3 separate regions of the Mus musculus genome follow, and regions 2 and 3 are each linked to region 1. Evidence: chromatin contacts called from public Hi-C and HiChIP or PLAC-seq data. All regions are on one chromosome and are shown on one strand. Each heading gives the region's core, a stretch centred on a gene start, on an enhancer-like site or on the middle of the called end of the contact. The rest is flanking DNA. Distances are from core to core; before and after follow the strand shown.

The links. Hi-C and Micro-C count contacts between places; a contact is called where the count stands out from the background. HiChIP or PLAC-seq counts read pairs in DNA pulled down with a chosen protein or histone mark.
Region 2: an H3K4me3 HiChIP or PLAC-seq map of bone marrow-derived macrophages shows a contact between it and region 1, with 5 times the contacts expected there. The contact joins the enhancer-like site here to the promoter of 4930440I19Rik in region 1. A contact is called at or near these places in 9 of 484 Hi-C or Micro-C datasets (the C2C12 cell line, bone marrow-derived macrophages, cortical neurons and 4 more) and 3 of 115 datasets of contacts at active chromatin or transcription factors (bone marrow-derived macrophages and embryonic stem cells).
Region 3: a Hi-C map of stem cell-derived neural stem cells shows a contact between it and region 1, with 3 times the contacts expected there. The contact joins the enhancer-like site here to the promoter of 4930440I19Rik in region 1. A contact is called at or near these places in 12 of 484 Hi-C or Micro-C datasets (the Ba/F3 cell line, Sertoli cells, embryonic fibroblasts and 6 more) and 1 of 115 datasets of contacts at active chromatin or transcription factors (stem cell-derived neural progenitor cells).

Annotation. Positions count from the first base shown.
Region 1 is chr2:78,049,182-78,053,526 of GRCm38.p6, forward strand. 4930440I19Rik (RIKEN cDNA 4930440I19 gene) reads left to right here and starts at 1,996. Exons shown (of 7, transcript NR_108098.1): 1 at 1,996-2,157. Gm52519 (a long non-coding RNA gene) reads right to left here and starts at 2,803. Exons shown (of 3, transcript XR_003953861.1): 1 at 2,499-2,803; 2 at 1,900-2,199.
Region 2 is chr2:78,290,776-78,295,120 of GRCm38.p6, forward strand. It overlaps Gm14461 (predicted gene 14461), which reads left to right. Exons shown (of 6, transcript NM_177843.4): 4 at 2,550-2,711. Among named protein-coding and RNA genes, the nearest start is that of Gm14461, 55 kb to the left of the region's middle. Within about 2 kb of position 2,441, at least 2 of the 459 cell types and tissues checked have an H3K27ac peak or open chromatin away from gene starts, as enhancers often do. A contact at or near this core is called in bone marrow-derived macrophages, where this site is marked.
Region 3 is chr2:78,187,987-78,192,331 of GRCm38.p6, forward strand. 4930440I19Rik (RIKEN cDNA 4930440I19 gene) reads left to right here. Exons shown (of 7, transcript NR_108098.1): 6 at 1-132. Among named protein-coding and RNA genes, the nearest start is that of Gm14461, 47 kb to the right of the region's middle. Within about 2 kb of position 1,750, at least 25 of the 459 cell types and tissues checked have an H3K27ac peak or open chromatin away from gene starts, as enhancers often do. A contact at or near this core is called in stem cell-derived neural stem cells, where this site is marked.

The DNA.
Region 1 (4,345 bases), core at 746-3,245:
ACATCGCTCTTGAAAGCCCTCAAAGAACAGCCTCAAAGGTGAACAGGTGGGTGGGGTATTTGAACGCCAGTGTGCCCTCCTTGTCCTCTTGAAAGGGCTGCCTCTGCCGTTTTATTCTGAGTGTCACCTCGAAGCACAGCCTCCATTGCAGAGGACTCCTTGAGCCCGTGTCTAGTGTGTAAATGAGGAGGAGGCTGTGATTAGTCATTCCCGTTTCTTTTGGAAGGAAGAGTGAAATGCTCAGGAAAGCCGCCAGGTGGCAGCCTGGTTCCTAAGCGGCTCCTGTATTACTGAAAGGCACTTTCTGGCTTGTTCACTGTAGTCAAAGAAAGGCAATCCAACAGCAGTAGTCATTTATTGACTAGGCTGTTTGTCTTTTTCTCTACTGCAGCATGAGTCAGAGCCCACAGAGGGAAAAAGAGAGGGGAACAACCTACTGATTAATGGGTCAGAAGGCTGCTCTGTAAGACTGTGAGCCACTTCTGCCTCCGTTTCACAGAATGTGGGATGTAGGGAAGCTACAAAGGCGAACATTGGTTAAATACCCAATGAAGCTGGCTCAGTCAACCAGTTCAAACAGGTATCTGGAATATGTCTGTCTTCTGTCCTTTGATGAGCAATGTACCCACACACAGGAATCACATGGAGTAATGTTGACATCTTCTGATGCCCAGAGGCTACAGAGGCAGTCCCTGGGCATCGGTGAGATTAAATCTTCCCAGGTGATTCCAGTGGCAGGAAGCTCTGGAGACCATTTTACCCACATGCATTGGAGTTAAATGCACTGACAATGTGGCCTCAATGAGAAACTGGTTGCTGTCTCATATCGTAGTATAAATTTGATAGAATATGTTGTCATGGTCAGTTCTGTTATTAACAATGGGCAGGGTTTGTCATATGATGGAAAGTGCCCACACCCTTCCCCCAACTACTTCTTCCTTCCTCCCTTTTTCTTTTATTTCCCCTTTTTTTCCCCTTGAAGCTAAGAACACAAACCCAAAATTGAAGATATTTCTACTTCCTGGAGGGATATTCTGACTGAAACCACACTATTCTGTTCTAAAGTACAAAGACCATACCTTTGGCTGTATGCTCTCAGGGGTCCTTCAGCTATATGCCCTAGTTTAAAGGCTACTACGACAGCAAAACATTTAGCTTAGTGCTGATGCGAGGGGAGTTGTTCATATTGATCAGGCAGAGTGAAAACGTTTGCCTGGACAACCCTGAAGTCTTTCAGCAGAGTTTGAAATTTTTCTGTAAGGAAAGATTTTTTTTTTTTTTTTTTTTTTTTTGTACTAAACCAGGTTTTGAAACCTAGAATGCGAATTTTAAAAAATATTTGTTCTAGAAAACCATATATGTTCCCACAGAAAAAGGCAGCCTGGAAGGAAACATAGTTGTAACATATAAAACATGAAATATGCTGAACCGTTGTGTGAAAGGACACATGATGCTAGGCTGAATTCTCGACACCCACGGACGGGGTTCAACCCCGCAGGAACTCCAGCTTCTGGTCCTCTCTCAAGGCTCGTCCAAGTATCACTTCTTGAAATGTAAATATTACTGTAAGAAGCAACTTGTTAAACCCTTGCATCATAAAGCATACCAAGTTTCCCTATAAGTGCAGATTAGCCAAGGAAACTGAGAGGCTTGCGCTGGAAAGCCCAAAGAAAGAGGATGGAGGAAAGAAATGTGTAGTAAGGATTGGGAGCCAAAGGGCCTTTCTCCTTCAGTTTGACATTACAGTTGGCTAGGGCCCAACCATGGACAGTTTAACTTGGTTCATTTGTTGAGTTTATGCTCCTATCCTACAAAATTCTTGCCGACTCCCCCCCCCCCCCCTTTAAATGGTACGTCATAGAGAACAGCAAAAGCTACGGAGTGGCTATGGTGTCTCACGTTGTCTCACGCGACTTCCTAGATTCCAGAGGCTTCTTTTCTGTGGGCGTGGCCAAGGCAGCGGGGGTTTATGACAAAGTTGAGCGACCTCATGTCACTCAAACCAGCTGTATTAAGGAAGGTGCAAGCTTTTGGGATTTCTGTTTGGATTTAGTTTAGGTTCAAAAGAGCACGCACAGATCCTGAGTGTTGTCAAGCACCCGTGACTGGGAAACGGAGGCGTCCGATCCGTATTGGAGTCAATTCGCCACTTAATTGGTGAGTCTCTCCACCTATGGCACTGCAGCAGTACGTTTCTGTCTGCAAACATAAACATATTCAATCAATACAAAGCAAAACCTTGCTTCTCAGAGGCTCTCCTATGCTCTCTTGTTGGTTTGTGAAAATAGCTAAGTAGTGGTGTTCAGTTCATCCTATTAAAGAGCCTTCATCAGGGAATACTGAGACAACTCTTGGTGGCAGCAGGCTTAGTCATCCTGCTGTGACAAAGGGATGAATAATGTTTTTTAAATCTCACATCTACCAACACTCTCTTTTCAAAATGGATCCTCCATTACAGAAAAGGAGCTACTGCAGATACATGCGGTTAGCAGTTCTACCTTTTTCATAGCTTCGTTACTAAATCAAAGGGTGCATGACACCGTTCCTCATAGAATGGAATGACTTCGTGACTTCTCAGCGTTTACAGTTCTCGCTTTGGAAGATGTTGGTTTGTGTTCTTGCGACCGTAAGAGTGACTTCTGTCTTCCTGTTAGCTGCTTTCTCTCACGTCTTGGTTATTAGGCCATTAAACCCTCCTCCATTTGAAATGTGGCTTACTCATGCTTTGTGATGTAGCTGCTATTTGTCAAAACGGTTCTCAGAATCCCATTTTCTGGTTACCATTAGAGCACAGCACGAAACCCTGAAGATAAAGGATGATGTTGGTAAATATTTTCATCAGACTTTGTGAGAATTCAGATTTCTAATAAAATTAATTTGAGAAAAATCAATGACCCTATGAGTTTAAGAGGACTTTCATTATTCCAAGGTAACAGTTTCCAAAGCTTAGTATGTCCTTCAAAAGCTTATTGTCTAAAATGTTCTTTCTCCTCCTTCTAGGGCGGATTTCCCCTTCTGGGTCATGACTAACTACATTGCTCATACTAGCCAGAATTATATATCCCTGTACATTCCCCACTTCTTTTCCACTCAGAATAGTTGATAATCTGCGTAGTTACAAGAATATCCACGCACAGCAGTGGCTTATTCAAAAAAGGTATCATACCACTGTTGTTTCTTTTCCTTGGCAAAAAGGGAATATTTTGTTCCTACAATTATAACTTCTAAATATTAAAAAGTGAGTAGTGAATTCTGATAGACATTTCTTCAAAAATCTGTCAAATTAGAATACATCTTACTACTAAAGTCATTTTGTGATTATAAGCAATAAACTTTTCTTCTTGCTTTTTTCTTTTCTTTTTCCTTATTTTTCTGTTCTTTCTTCTTTTCCTTCCTCCCTTCCTCCCTTCCTCCCTCCCTCCCTTCCTTTCTCTCCCCCCAAACCCCCAGACAGAGTTTCAGGACAACCAGGACTACACGAGAAACTCTGTACTTTTACTCTTTTATATACACAGCCTGCTTTCTCATAGAACCAGCCCAGGATCACCAGCCCAGGGATGGCACCACCCATAGTGGGCTTGTCCCTTCCCCAGAAATCACTAAATCAGAAAATGCTCCGTAGACTTGTCTACAGCCAGATACTATGAAGGCATTTCTCAATTGAGGCTCCCTCCTCTCTGATGACTCTAGCTTGTGTCAAGTTGCCACAAAACGAACCTGTACGACATCAGAGAACAACAAGAGTCAACAATCCTTGTCCTATAGTGGCAAACTTGTCTCTAAATTTGTATCTCCATATTCATAGATTAGGATAGCTCTGGAACATCATCAGAGAATTTTCTTTGTCTGGTGGGCAGTAGTTAAAACAGAAACTCATAACTGAATGCAGGGAATCTGTGTCTGCAGAGTGCTCAGCCACAAATGACACATCTAAGTTTTGCCTTTCCCTAAGGCTCAGGGCCATTGCAGAAGGGAAAGGTACAAACAGTATAAGTACCAGAAGTCAGAGAGGACCAGAGCAAATGATGTCTTCTGGACATGCTGTTTTGTCAGGACTGAGATGCTCATGAACTTGTAGCAGCTGTGCACAAGGCCTGCACAAGGCCTGTATCACATGGCAGCATAGCGGATGGAGAGGCTCTGGAACACCCCCATCCCTAGTCAAGGAGCTATGAAGAGTCAGTTTTCTTTAAGGGTTTGTTCCCTAGGTCAGTGGGTAGCCCCACACTAATGAGAGAACGGACAGCACAAATTGGACTTAGTGGGTTATATAAAAAAGGTGACATGAAGTCAAGAATGGATCAGTGGATGGAAATGGATCTGGTATGAGTTAGGGGAAGGGCTG
Region 2 (4,345 bases), core at 1,191-3,690, 240 kb after region 1:
GTATAAATGTTAGTTGCTTCTGACAGAAATAATTTCAACACAAGGATTTTCTAGGAAATGATATTATAGAACTACATAATAAGTTTCTACTAAGGAAGTAAGTATGCTTTGGAGATGAATATCCATGTGTCCTTAGCAGCTGACAAATGCTTATGCAACTTTATTCTGCTAGGTGAGTTACTGCCTGCCAGGAATGCCTCGTGAAGGACTCCTGAATTACTTGAAAACATACTAGAGGTAGCCAAGTCTTCTATTTCCATGGCTTTATTTTGAGTCATTTTTGCTCTGTGCTCAGGTACAGCATGTTTTCTTAGGTTCATATTGAATTCTCTCCATGACTAATCTGGAAATAACTTTTACTGAAATCAAATCAATATTATATGAACCAAACATGATTATTCTTGGAGAGGGGGCTTACTGATATTTTATGAAACTTCTCAGTTGATTTTATTGATATATCTTGTTGATACTTGATAATTCTTAGAGGAGAGTGAAAGAGAGCTGTTTTTTTGTTCTAATCTTATAAATATGGAAGATGAAATGATAAAAGTTTCAAGACACGCAGAATTTTAGAACCTGTTTGAATATAGGTAAACTTTGGATTACAAACTAGCTCTACAAGGTTGTACTTATTAGTCCCAGGATATTTGATTGTTAGGTCATAAGACATTTTCAATCACATCTTTCTGTTAGGGAAGAAATATTTTCAATGTACAGAATAAAAGAAAAATCTTACCCATGGAGAGAAAATTAATGACCACTTCATATATTAGTTTCCTGCAGCTGTTATAACAGATCTACCTGGCCAGCATAGCAGAGTGTCCAAGTAATCTGAATTAGCATTATTCCATGTTTCCTGATCCCAAATAGTTTGGTCCTTGATGTTCCTTCCTAAGAATGTTCCTGGGTTTAGTAGTCTGAAGGGCAGCAGGTAAGCATCTGTTTTGTTTGTTTTAAAGGAACCTGGCTCTGCAGAAGCAGTCTCTTTCAAACCAAATTCCTGTACTGCACATACAGCTCCTAAGAACTGCAGGGTTTTCTGACACTTTCTTATCACTGGGCCTAACTCTCTAGGGCATCCATTAACATTCCTTCCTCTTCTACACCAGGGAGCAAACACTTGGGCTGTTGACAGGCTGCTCCCTGTTGCCCTTCTGTTCTGGCTAGCTTTTCCATCTCTGCCTTCTTGCTTCTAGAGCTCTACCCCTTTTCTGCCCCTGGAAAACGTCCTAGGTTTCCCTCATTCTTACTCTGACTCATGAAAAGATGATGCTGTTCTGTCTCTTTGCTGAAGAGTCTCCCTTTAAAGTATTGTGCTGCCACCAAGACTCCTATCCCTAAGAACCTGTACTCCCCACAAAATTGAATTTATTAACAGCTAAATAATATATACTTATTTCCCAATCCTCTTAGTCAAGCCACCACCATTCTACAGGCTGCACTTGCTGTTAGAGATGCATTTGATTTAAAGAGATGGACTCATGCATCTTTCGCTAATTGACATACTTCAATTAGGGCTATGGCATCCAGCTCCTTCTACGATGTAGCACAGACCACCATTTTCTTCCTTTCTAACCTTAATAGCATTTCATTGTGCCTACATGCACTTTCCTTATCCATTAATTTGTGAATGAACCCTTGTGTGTTTTCTGCATGTTAGCTATCACAAATAACGAACGTTGTTTGTACATGTTTATGTTGTTTGTGTCTGTTATAAATTTGGTGTCTTGAATATGTTCTCTTTTGTTTTGGCTTGCATAATTGGTTTCATGTTATGATTTTTTTTCCTTTGACATTCTACACTTCCTGTTTTGGTACACTAAAATTATTCCAAAAAGTACTCTACTGGAGAGCCTCTTGCCTTATTTCCCCCTCCATTTGTCATTCATATATATATGTATGTACATATACATATATATATATACACACACATATATATATCTTATACTACATAGTTATATGTTATATATCATATATTATATAACACACATATATAACATCATATATAACATCATATATAATATCATATATATGTTTTGCTCTCAGTACACTGAAGTATTTGGAAAGTTTAGTCATCAGCAGATACAGAATGAATCATGACCCTGTCATATATATAAATATGAATCTTTGGATATACCACACCTTATTCCTACAATGTGAAACCTATGTTAGAAATGGCAATAGATTTGCTCCAGAGGCATAGATTTTCTCATATATGTTTATGCAATTTTATATACTGAATCGTAGATAAATAGACTGAGGCTTTTTTTTTTAATGAAAAGATTAGTTTAAGTTTAGGGAAGACTGAAGTGAAGATTTGTTATTTTTTAGAAACTCAGTTGTGTCACGTGATGCTTTTCTGGAAGCTGTCTTGTGAGAGGGTGTTTTGCTGACACAGACCCATGTGAGGGCATATGATGTTTTACTGGAGCAGACACTTGAGAGGGTGCATGATGTTTATAGAGAATATAAACATAACCCCACAGATGGCAAGAGAACACCCTTGCATTGCTTCTCCATACAATCTTTCTCTGGTCTTCACTTTGTAGAGAGAAACACACCAAGGAATTTCTGGTGGTATTCCACTTCCAAGGATCCTCGAGGTTTCTGCTGGATGGAGCCACTGCTGCTGACTTTGGTGTTTGCTATTGGACTGGACTGCTGATATCCTGACAACAAAGATTGGAACTACCCCTAAAAACTACTTCTAAGTAGGTCCACCAACCCCTTTTCCTTTTATCCTTCTTTCTCTGCTACCTTTGGTCAGTGGGCTAGAAGGGAGGTTGAAGGGTTTAAAATAGGCTCTGACAATTCTAAGCTTAGAGAATACTGTTACATTTCTAGCATGTAACTGGTTTCTATATTTAATATTCATGAGTGTTGTGGGAAAGCTATTGTTTATATCAGACATATAAGTTACTGTTGATTGACAGCTTGATTGGATTGAGATTAGTGAATTATACCTCTGAGTGATGGGGACATTTTTTGAGATGACTGAAGTCAATGGTTTAATCCACTTGTGGGTTGCAAGTTTTGATAGGCTGTTGAGGGGAGAGCTGGACCCGGGGAGGTCAGTCTAGTTGTAGGAAGTACATCACTGGATGCATGCCTTCCTAGGGTATGTCTTACCCGTAAACCTTTCCCTTGCCTCCCCACAGCCATGGTTGAGTAGCTCTGTTCTACCACAAACTCTCCACTGGGACGTTTCTCACTAGCGCTCAAGATGAACACGACTGTGTCATTATGGACTGAAGCTGTGAGCCACAGTAAATCCCTTTCCCTTAAGTTGTTTTCCCCAGACATTTTTTTGTGACAGGGATTGCACTGAGTCACACAATCTCAGAATCATCCAATTTTGTTCTTAAGCAAATATCAAGTTGAATTGATTAGGAAGACTGCTCTCTCTTCTTTCTTCTCGAACTCCTTTCGTATTCACCAGCTTTGCTTGACCTTCCTCACCACAAAGCCACTAGGGGAGCTGGGTTATCAGCAGGCAAGAAGCACATCTTACCTAAGGGTGTGAGGCTTTCTTTCTGCACTGACTGGAAATCTCAACTTGACCAGCTGTGTGTATGAACATCTTAATGCAATGTCATTGCTCATATTTCATCCTCATAGATCAAAATGAACATCTTAAAGCTATCCCTTGGGGACCTTGAACTTTTAAAAGCTAAATTTTCGGTGTGCATTTTTAAATAGAAGCATTTGGGTCTATTTTGATTAGGATCATACAGTGGAACAGCAAAAAGGTGAATTAGCAATTCAGAGGCAAAAATACCATAGAGCTGGTGAGATAGTTCTGAGACTATGAGGGTAAGGAGGCCCGATGCCAAGCCTGAAGACTGAATTCCATCCCTAGGACACACATGGTGTAAAGAGAGAACCGACTCCCACATCTCACGTCTGCCATGGCCCACACCTTTCTATCCACCCAAGTAAATAGATGTGCTGTGATATGTGTGAGTACATGTGTGTGTATATGTATGTGTGCACATGCACGTGTGGGTATGCATGTGTGTGTGTGTGATTAAAAACCAGGCTTTGGTGCAATTGTCATCTAAAAAGTTGTGATTTTCTCATTGCTACCTCTTAATTAATGTATGGAAAGCGAGAATTAATCTTTTTTGATTATCTGCATATATCTTTTTGTTTTGAATAAAAGTCAAACACTAATTTTTTTTTATAAAACATTCTGACTTTCATCCAAGTTCTAATTATGTCTGTGCGTGTGTGTCTGTTTCCATGTACAAAGAGACTAGAAGAGGTGGTTAGATCCAGTCTGCTTGGAGCATTGTTGCTGCGAAACAAATCCCTGTCTTCCTGAAGAGCAGAGCTTGCTCTTCTC
Region 3 (4,345 bases), core at 500-2,999, 140 kb after region 1:
AGAGTCTAGGATGGCAGAGGTTCTCTTGATCATTTCATTTTTGAGCGCTTGTAGAGCTTTGGTGTACCAGAGGTGCTTGAACAGCTTACCACACCACAGATGAATGGCCTTTGGATTTCTCCTAAGAAAATGGTAAGGTTGCTTCTGGGAATGTGGTGACTACATGGTATGTAGAGTGCCTGGGGGGTGGGGAACAGTACACCATTGTGGCATGAATGGACTCAAAGCTCCCACAAACTGTAGAATATAAGGGTTGTGTGCAGGATGCCTTCTGTTTGACCTAACAAACCTGTTCTTTTCATTTGTATCTTACCCTGAGCTCTCTTTTGTCATTTGACTTACTGTTGTATTTGGTCAGTGGAGACCCACGATGAGCTAGGGGCTGCTTCCTCTCTGGTTATCTTGGCCTGGCTCTGGCCCTTGAAAAGGCAAGGAAGATTCTGATGTTCCAGATTCTGGTAGCTGTTGTATTTCTACTTCTGTGCATGTTGTTTGTCACCCTTGACTATACCATTATCAGGTAAAACATTTTGCACCGTGACTTTGAATTATCATTTTTTGAGGGTGCCTTCTCTGATACTTAGTGATATAAGGTGTGTGTGTACGTGTGTGTGTGTTTCTTACCTCACAGATTCCTCTGATCCACAATCCTTCCTTTATTTTTGTTTTCAATCACTGTGACTTAGGAAGGAGTGTCTGTCCTTTTTCAGATCCTAGAGTGGGCCAGGAGGTAACTTGGCATTATTGGGATGATCCTCTCTAACCACAGTCCAGCGAAGAGAATTTTGGTTTTTGAACTAATTTTGTTCAGTGCTACTCAGCTCCCAGACCACACTCACTTGAACAAGGGGCTGCCTTTTCCCTGTAAGTGCTATGCTGGTGCGGCAAAGGCAAGGGGCTCCCTGTGACCTTGCTCATCACGTAAGGGATCGTGCCAGGACTGATGCAATTTTAGATTTACAAAGGTTCAGTCATAAAATGATGTGTATTTGTGGAATTGCTTCAAGACTGTCATCTCTTATATTCTTGCCATAGCTCTATGGTCTAACTTACTGTGTCTTGGATTAAAAAGATGTTAAACTAAATCATGTCATAAGATGTTTGAGGTATAGAAACCAATAGAGTAAGTGAATAGAGTTAGAGCATTATTTTGGGAGCAGGTTAACAAGAAAGCATTAAAAAGGACCCAGGACCTCTGTGCCTTATGGACTGTGATGTGTTCTCATTGCTTAGTAACATTCATTAGATGGCAGAGAGATGGAGAGAGGTATTCAATGGTACACGGTTTGTTAGCATCTTTAAATGCACTTTCCAATTCACTAAAAAGTAACACTTTTAAAATATATTATCACCTGTCATGTGGAATAAAGGAAGAATTCATTCATTTAAAGTGGCTCAAAACTTCTTAGCTTGTATTTATAAATCCTGACAAATATAAAGAAGATTCAAACAAACAAACAAACAAACAAACAATAAAACAACAGTGGTTAAGAAAACAATGTACTAGCTCGTAGATTTAAGATATATTTTAGCATCTCCAGACATGTTTCAAAGCAAACAGGAAAGTTACCTACAGCTTCTTGTCAAAGCATGCGCCTTAATTACTCCTTTGATTTGAAGCAGTTTATTTGCAGTGTCTTCCCCTGCTTCTTCTCTGCTGCTCAAGCTGCCCTGGGAAGGATCCGGGCTCCCCCAGGTGCTGGCAATCACTATAGAATGACTTCATAGTCCTGACCTCCCCACCCCCATGCCAGCAGCTGGCCTCAGCAGCTGCTCATGGTTACTGGCAGAGTCATTTCATTCATGCTCTGGGACAGCTGCTTGGGGTGGTGGCAAGTGTTTCTTTGGCTGTGGACAAAGGCCAGGTTCTACCTGCAGCTGCTTCAGAGATCTTCTAGATTTTCCACAGCTGGACAGGAGTACAGAGCTCAGACAGCCCCTTGCTCTTGCATCTGCCACTTAAGGGATCTCATGAAAGTCCTGATTCAATTACCATACCCTTGTCATCTGCCTAACTGATAGTGTGCAGTAGATACTGGAAAATTCAGGCAGTGAGCTTATTTAGTTTATTACTCTTCCTTTGAATGTAATGACTGTATTTAATGAGATTTCTGTACAATTCAAAGTAACGTGGAAGAATTGGCCTCTAAATTTAACTGCTTGGTCTGGTGGTTTCTGGCTTTGGCTACTCATTGCAACACTGGAAGCTGAAGCAATGCAAATGCCAAAGCTCACACTTAGAGATTCTGATTTTGATGGTTCAGGGAAGGTGGCAGCCTGAGCAACAGGATGCTACAAAGCTGCCCGGTGATATCTCTCTTAATCCACAGGTAAGAATCACTATCCCAGTTTGATCAGTGGCTAGGGTATAGCCTAGAATTAGGGCAGGTCTAGAGGCTCCATCTGTCAGCACTGGCCTTGGGGTATGCACTTTTGGATTCTACTTGGTGAGTTTCATTATCGTATCTTTAGCACCAGGTTTCATACCACAAATTTTGCCTCCCTGTTTGCCCCTGCCTTAGAAGGTGAAATTTTGCTTTTCTGATACTACCAAAGGTTGGCAAGAGGATACAGGAGACAGACCCTTGGTTGCTAGAATACAAAGTTTCTGTAGGCTTAGTTCACAGGGAGCTTCCTGGTGGCAAGAACCATAGGGCTCTGTGTAGCCTCGAGTTTCATCATGCTGGACCTAGTTCAGATCGCCTTCCCTCTTCCTAGTCCAAGCAGAAGAAGAAATCTTTCTCTAAGCTTTGTTGTTTGGATTTGAGAGACGGAGAGAACATTTTTCTTTCTGTATTTTTCAACATTATTAAAAACCTCACACTGTGGTCTCTTCCCCGACTCCTTTGGCTAATGGTCTCTGCGGACAGATGTTCACAGAAGTGTCCAGTTTTTGTCCCTTCTGATGTTTTAATTCTTTTCTTAATTTGTTATTGTTCCTGCCCACTGTGGCTTGCCTCCATTTAGGAAAAACCTTGAGGAGATGAGAAACTAAGACAAACACCAGCTCTCTTATTATATCCATTTCAAAATGATGTTCTATTCTGGTAGGTTATGATTCTTAGAAAAATTGAAAGGCTTAAGTAATTAAAAATGCCCTTCCATGGAGGCAAAGCAGGAAGGATAACTCAGAGGAGGCCTCTTGCTCACCTACTGTAATTTGGAGAAATTAAACAATAAATGAAAATGTCTGTGATGTTATGAAGAAATCAGAAAGTCTAATAAACAAATAAAGCTTGCAATTAGGAGTAGTAAAAAGTAATTAGCAGGCAATGTTCTTTTCACTTTTCCATGCTCTCTTTGGGCCATGAAAATGAAGCTATAAATAAATGAAAGAAGGGTGATTTTATTTTAATGTCTAGCTGACTTCTCAAGCATCTTTGATTAGACATCAACAGTGAATATGCCCTCAAAGTTATCTTGAATGTTTGATGGACATAGTATTCTGTATTGCTAACATGACACAAAGAGTCTGTGCTGGAACACTGGAGTGAAATGTTTCCTCTTCTATACCACTCAAGAAAAATGAAAAAAAATAGAGTGGTGTGAAGTTTTTTCAGTGCTGAGAGAGTTGAATCACAGTTCTATACAACTTATTTCCCTATATGATGACTTGACTCAAAACTTCATTGCATTTCTGTGGGCTGAGTTGCAGATCACCCTAAATAAGCACTGGATAAGCTATCCAAGTTTGGTCTATAAAGTTTGAAAAAAACTCCTGATTAGGTACAGATAATGAACATATACCATAACTTACTATTACCATTAAGTACTATCACTCAGAGGAGAATAGATTACTGGACAGAAAAGCTAAGTTGTCTGGACCCAACCCATGGGAAGGTTTCTGATCTAAGCTAAGTGTTGGATTCCAGACGAGATGCTACTCCTGGTAACAGAATGGTGGGGGAAAGCTTTCTGCTGAAGATTGTGGTCTATGGAGACAGACGAGGATGCAAATCCCAGCATCCATCAGATTAGAGCTTCTAAATCTCCATGTTCCTCCATAAAACAGGATTTGTATTACTCTGGTTATAGTGGAATTGGATCCTTTGCAAGGGTCAAATGAGATGTTATGAAGAAAACATTCACCTGGGGTTGGCAAAGGGTTAATGTTAATAAGGATAACAATGCTATTTTTACTCCTGGTAAGACTATTTGTACTGATTAATCACTAATCATTAGAATAAATCAACCATATTTTGGGTGTTTGAACATGTTAAATATTCACTCATTCAACAGGCATTAACTGGGTGGTAATTTTGAGGTAGGCACCATTTCAGCACTGAGAATATAGGCATAAACATACTGGAAATTGATGCCAGTTCTCATGGATCTTACACCGGTG